Linked DNA regions of Sus scrofa: region 2 is linked to region 1. The links are chromatin contacts, called in public promoter capture Hi-C maps. All regions are on one chromosome and are shown on one strand. Each heading gives the region's core, a stretch centred on a gene start, on an enhancer-like site or on the middle of the called end of the contact. The rest is flanking DNA. Distances are from core to core; before and after follow the strand shown. Region 1 holds the start of RNF150 (RING finger protein 150). Region 2 holds the start of SCOC (short coiled-coil protein).

Evidence for each region. Promoter capture Hi-C pulls out the DNA fragments that hold promoters and counts their contacts.
Region 2: a promoter capture Hi-C map of fetal liver shows a contact between it and region 1, with 3 times the contacts expected there. The contact joins the promoter of SCOC here to the promoter of RNF150 in region 1. A contact is called at or near these places in 2 of 5 promoter capture datasets (fetal liver and liver), 9 of 47 Hi-C or Micro-C datasets (embryonic fibroblasts, fetal skeletal muscle, heart right ventricle and 5 more) and 1 of 2 datasets of contacts at active chromatin or transcription factors (skeletal muscle).

Annotation. Positions count from the first base shown.
Region 1 is chr8:86,086,368-86,089,657 of Sscrofa11.1, forward strand. It overlaps RNF150 (RING finger protein 150), which reads left to right and starts at 1,571. Exons shown (of 8, transcript XM_021101554.1): 1 at 1,571-2,815. The coding sequence starts at 2,317.
Region 2 is chr8:86,689,010-86,692,299 of Sscrofa11.1, forward strand. SCOC (short coiled-coil protein) reads right to left here and starts at 1,682. Exons shown (of 5, transcript XM_003357017.4): 1 at 1,626-1,682; 2 at 1,486-1,624. The coding sequence starts at 1,667. It overlaps LOC110262150 (a long non-coding RNA gene), which reads right to left and starts at 1,481. Exons shown (of 2, transcript XR_002346763.1): 1 at 1,427-1,481. LOC110262151 (a long non-coding RNA gene) reads left to right here and starts at 1,720. Exons shown (of 4, transcript XR_002346765.1): 1 at 1,720-1,924.

The DNA.
Region 1 (3,290 bases), core at 321-2,820:
CACCTCGAGGTTTTTAATAGCTTTCTATCATTCCATATTTGAATTTCCTTCTCCAGCACTAAGAAATCCAGCTCCCACGATATTTAATATTTCACTTATTTGCCCAGTGCCCCTGTAATTAATCAGTCTCCCAAGCAGGATGGAGATCAAGAATCTCCTTGATCCTTCCATCTCTTCAGCCTCTAACTTTTCCAAGGGAAGGAAAGGGCAGGGATAGTCATGCATTCTTAATGACACAGGTTCACCAAGTTTTGTGGCTGGAAGAAAATCACTAAGAGATAGAGAGATATGGGGAACCACTTTGGTTTGTGAGGCATCTGTACAAAACCTCACTGGGCTTTTTTAGGCAAAGGACACTTCCCTCAGATCTCTGGTGGTTCAGAAACGAGCAGCCAGGCAGTCTCCACTTTTACCTTCTTGGTTTTAGGCACTATAAAAAGCACTGTCCCAATTGCCTAGAAGCCTATTTTCTAAAATGACTAAGTTTAGGGAAACACACAAATCCAGCACATCCAATACCATAGGGACAAATTCCTCTAAGTGGTTCTTCTTGTGCCTGCTTCTAATTTGGGTACAGCTGGGAGTCTTTGCTCTCCCCTAACAGCTACCAGCTATTTGTACTGCTGCTGGAAAAAGAGCAGTTGTGCTGATGGACAGCCATTAACAGATTTCTGTAAACACACTAAAGTCCTGGGGAAAAGGTGGACGTTTGTTTTCATCATGAAGTGGGTCCTCGGAGTGCTCTGTGCCAGCTGGGAAGTAAAATGTGGGTGATTATGAACCATCAAGCAAATTGTTTTCGAGACTACAGGGCAGGTATCTCAAGCTAAGGAACATGACCGTGTGAAAAGATAACAACCAGTCAAACATTAGTTGGTAAAGACCTATGCTACATCACAGTTTTAAGAACACTACTCTAGAGGGGCTGTACGCTCTGTTGACTAGTTGTGATCTCTATGCCAGACTAGACAATACACTGTAGACAATAATAACCCAAACAAACCTGCTTTGCCTATTGATACTAAGTCCTCTGTTACCAGTCAGAACAACCAGAATAAGTAGTGAGGAAATATCTCACCTGATCTCTTTCCTTATAGAGTCAGAAAACACTCATTCTATAGGAAAACAAATGTCACATGCTTGCTGCCAGATGGTAAGAAAGAAGCCCATTTCTATACTCACCCTAATATAGAGTGGTTCCTAGATAAGCAGCGTCAGCATAACCGGGAAATTCATTAGAAAAGCAAATTCTGGAGCCCCACCCCAGAGATACGGAATGGGTAAAGGGGGCGCAGATGTACACTTCGACTTGACAGGCACTGTTCTAGATAGTCCGGGCCTGGTGCTGGAAAGAACCTCGCTACCAACTAGCCTTACCCGCTGGCCCTAGGACGGGTAATTAGGGAGCTCACCGCAGTTCCTCCTGCAGTTCGGAAAACTGACACACACATTTCTCTACTTTTACAGCGCAGGAAGCAAGAGGCGCTTCCTTTTTTGCCTCCACCTGGACCAAGTCGCTGATTGGTTTGAATTTGAGACCCGGCAGGGGTCGCTGCTGCCCATAGAGAGAGACCAAGGGAGCGTGGCACGCGAAGCCCAGTCTTTGACATCACACTAAGCTCCTCCTTGCACACACTAGACACACACACAAACATATACAGACACACACACACGCAGACGGCGTACTTCTCTCCGGCCGCTTGCTCCCGCTACCCGCGAGCCGGCCCCTCCCGAGGCAAGTGTGTGCCGGGCGCAGCCAGCAGCGCGGCTAGGAGCGGAGCGCCCTCAGCCAGAGGGACTCGCAGCAGTGTCGGCCGCCGCGCCCGGAGCGGGACCCGCTCGTCAGAGCGCTCAGCGTCAGCGGCCGGGACACCTTGGCGGCACCTCCGGCTGGAAGCAGCCGCCCCCGCCCCCGCCGGGGCTGCAGGACGCCAGGCCGCCACCCGGCACGCTGTTGGGCCCCCTGCCACCTCTACGAAAGCAGGAGAAGCCGGGCGAAGGAGCAAGACGCTCGGCAGCTGGACTCTGTCGCAAGCCCCTAGCGCCCCCTCATCCTGCGCCCTTTCGGCGCCCGCAAAGCGAGATGCAACCGCCGCGCTCCGGCTGAAAGGGGAAGGGGCCGCAGCCATCCGCTTGCCTGGAATCCGGTCCCCGCGGCGGCTGCGCGTCCCGGCCACGGCCCCTCGGGCCCAGGAGTGAGCAGGAGCGGTAGCAGGAGGAGGAGAAGCGGCCAGCCCGGGGTTGGCCAGGGCCAGGGAGGAGGGACGGCGCGGGGGGAGCGCGCGGGGGGCGGGGAGGGGGACCCGGCGGATAAAGATGGCAATGTCTCTCATCCAAGCGTGCCGCAGCCTGGCTCTCTCAACATGGCTGCTTTCCTTTTGTTTCGTGCATCTGCTCTGCCTGGACTTCACCGTGGCCGAGAAGGAGGAATGGTACACCGCCTTTGTGAACATCACCTACGCGGAGCCCGCGCCGGACCCCGGGGCTGGGGCGGCGGGCGGCGGCGGCGGCGGCGGATTCGCCGCGGAGCTGCACACGGAGAAGACCGAGTGCGGGCGCTACGGGGAGCACTCGCCCAAGCAGGACGCCCGCGGGGAGGTGGTCATGGCCAGCTCGGCCCACGACCGCCTGGCCTGCGACCCCAACACTAAGTTCGCCGCCCCGGCCCACGGCAAGAACTGGATAGCCCTCATCCCCAAGGGCAACTGCACCTACAGGGATAAGATCCGGAACGCCTTCCTGCAGAACGCCTCCGCCGTGGTTATCTTCAACGTGGGCTCCAACACCAACGAGACCATCACCATGTCCCACGCAGGTAAGAGGCTCGGCGGGCGCGGGGCGGGGGAGGGGAGCCCGAGAAGGATGGAGACGCCGAGAAGGACCCAGCGCCCGCCTCTCCCTCCTAGCTCCTTTCTGGAAAGTCTGTGCTTTGCGAAAGCCGCGTTTCTGTTCCTTGAACCTACTAAGTTTTGCTATGTGTTACTTCGTGGGGTCTCCAAAGAGTGGGCTAACTGCATGGGATGCGGGGAGGAACCAGAGAGTGTGTTCCATTTCGCCTTGTGCCACTCGGACCAGGCTTGGCCCAGGGGTGCTGGACTAACTTTTCCGAGTCCGATCTGGAAGGTGGGGGACGGGGGACAGAGCTCGGTTGTTGTTTTAGGCCAGTGACGGCCCGGCACCTGTTTGGAACCGGTAGATCTGATAACCCAGCTCTGCACTTGGGTTTGTGCATCAGGTATACTGCTGCCGGCGTGGCGTTTGTGTATCAGGAGGTGGGTAGGGTTACCAGC
Region 2 (3,290 bases), core at 432-2,931, 600 kb after region 1:
AAGGTATTCAGTAATGTAAGCTATTCTCTACCTTTTAGCTCTATTTCAGGCTACAAAAAGAATTTTAGAAAAATCACCTAGTCCAATTGCCTCATTTTACTAATAAACCTAGGCCAAGATGATACTAATAACGGTTTACCAAGATCATTAGCAGAAGTTACCGACAACCAAGACTACAGTCAATGTCCCAGTCTAGTTTTTGTTCCACCACAGCACCACAGGTAAGCTTACATCTGAGACCTGAGATTTTGAGACTTCCCAGTCCAACCTCAACCACCCAACTTTTCTGCATCTAAAACTCATTTTTATCATGTTATCCCCTTACTAGTAAACTAATAAGACTACTAAAATAACATCACTATGCATTAATATACTAAATTCTTTACATCTGTTACTGATTCATCAAATCAACAAGACATTGATTGCAATTTACAAATGTGAACAATCAAGAATTTGAACTCAGGTCTAACATGAAGTCCCTGCTTTTTCCCGATGCAATGGAAGACACATTAATACGACCCTAAACTAAATGTGCCAAACATTCTGCAAAGTTTGATGTCAAATTCCTTTGATATTTCTATTATCTAAGCAACTGAAGGCAAATTTCATTCCCTTCAAGCTGCATCTACTTTCAGCAACGCTTGTTCAGATCCCTTCAGATTGACTTGTTGTGGTTAGGTAAGTCTAATTTTAAATTCCATCAGGTTAAGGAATTGATCATAAACTAGATCCCCAGCGTGGCTAGCTATACTGAGTTTAATCAATGAGTAAGTATAGGCACAGAATACACAGGCATAGCTTTGGAGCCTCAGGTACAGATACAGTGTTGGGAAAAGAGCACAGCATCTGTCCTTAAAACTATTACGTCATAGTACTGGAACAAAACACTGAACAACAAAAGTCTTCCCTTTCAGGAATGTCTCCGGTTTCTCCTTTCCAACCCTAACTCCCCCGAACTTGTCCAGCAGGACCCTGAAGAGTAGCCCATTGAAACATCAAGCCAATGGCTGGTTTCAGCCCCTGAAAGGATGTCGCCAGCCCTTGTTTTACCGCTCCCTCGCTTCCCTCCCCGCGCCTCGGCGTCCTCTCCCCCATCGCTGCAGAGCAGCCGCGGTCAAGTCCAGGCGTGCCTGGTCTCATCCCACCCGAACGCCCCTCCAGCGGTCCCATTTCAGGCCAGGATTTGGACAGAGGCCTTGGACTCAGGAGCTGCGGGGAAAGGTCCGCCCCAGGGAAGGAGGGTGGCCCCCAACAAAGGAACCTCTGGGCCCAATAATGAGACGATGAGAAAAAGGTTGCGCAGGGGTTTGCAGGGAGCCAGGCCCCAGTCGACCGGCAGATGCCCCGGCCGTAAGATGCTCTTCCCAAGTCCCCGAAGCGCCAGGCGGCATCCAGCCCGCCCCGCCCTCCAGGCCCTCGGCGATACCGAGGCCCCAACGCCAGCAGCCCGGGGTTAGGCCCTCCGCGGCCCACGACGGCCCTCACCTGCCGTTAGAGGCGCCGGCAGGGGGAGGGATCGGGAGGACGCCTCAGGCCGGGATACTTGGGTCGACTGGCACTAGCAGCCCCGCCCTCTCTGCCCACAGAGCGTGCGCCGAGGCGGGAGGCCCGCCCCGTCTCGCCCCCGTCGTCAGCCAATCCCCACTCAAGAAGTCACGCCTGCGCATTCGCTGCCCGACGCCCCAGTTGTCCAATCTCAAAGCCCCGGGATCCACCTTTTGCCATAACAAAAGGACACCGGCATCCAATCAGAATTGAGGAAGTTGTGGGCGGGTCCAGGAATCGCAACACCCAATGACAGTACAGGAGCTAAACTAAGCGTGTGAAAGCCAACCTGAGACAAGCCGCTCTTCAGTTTCAGCAGGACCCTGAAAATGAGGCCAGGAAGGGAGTGTGGCGAATTCTGTCAGCTGTCAGGCAGGAGGTTGGTAAAATCGAACACTGGGCAAGAGAGAAATCATTCAATATCAAGAAGAGGGCAAGTGTGAACATAAAGGGAAAAGTACTGAGGTTCTTCAATTCTAAAAGCAGACTTTTCCATATTTTTAAATTTCCCATTAAGTGCTCCCCTAATGGATTGTACCTCACAGCATCTTACCCAAACTGTTACAAAATTCACAGTGCGCCTGACCATTTATTCATATTTTAGGATTGAGAAAATATCATAGTACTATTTTGGTGTATAGCCCTTTTGATCACTTTATCCCATTTGATCCTCACCGCAACCCATAAAATGAAACTTAAGAGTAAATAAATGTCCTGCTCAAGGTATAGACACAGTGTGAAATGCTGTGTGCCAGGCTTTGTGATGTAATGTAATCTGGCTTTATACCATTCACAGATACCTGGCACTTGACACAAAGCAGCATCCTGCTTGTTTTTAATATTTGTTATTGTTTTTGCTTTGACACATTCTTCTGAGTTATAAAGGTGAGCCATGCGTCTTCCTATTTCTTGACTGACTTCTAGCACAGTTTGCTAAGATAGAGCCTTACCTCTTTTAAGAAATATATTTTAAAAATTCCATTCAGTGTTTGAAAACAGTTTGCTAAGATAGAGCCTTACTTCTTTTAAGGAATATATTTTAAAAATTCCTTCAGTGTTTGAAAACTGTGCCTTGACCAGAATTAAGATACACACCATGATGAAAATTTACACACCATGAGGAGAATGCAATGTAGGAGCTAATAAGTGGAAAATAAGATCCAACGTAAATCTAATAGGGACAAAATGAGAGAGAATGGGTGTGGGCAGTATTCAAAGAATAATAACAGAATTTTTCAGGGTTGTGAAATATTTGAATTAGATTCAAGAAGTACTTATTCTTGAGCAGGATTAAAATATGGAATTCCATACCTGCACACATTATGATGAAACTGCAGAATATCAAAGACTAAGAGAACCGTTAAAAAGAGAGGTTTTTTTTTTTTTTTTTTTCACTAGAAGAACAGGTTTGGGGTTTTTTTCCCGCTTTTAATTTTAAGTAGTGTAAAATATGCATAAAAGATTTATCATTTAAACCATTTTAAAGTATGCTGTTCAGTAGCGTTAAATATATTCTCCTTTTTGTGCAATCAGTCCCTAGAACTTTTCATCTTGCAAAACTGAAACTCTGTGCCCATTAAACAACTCCCCATTCACCTGTTCTGCCTGGCCCTGGCAAACACTACTCTTTCTGTCTCTCATTTTCACTATTTTAGGCACCTTCTGTAAGTAGAATCATACAGTATTTGTATTTTGTGACTAACCCATTTTGCTTAGCATAACATCCTCACAGTTCATCCATGCTG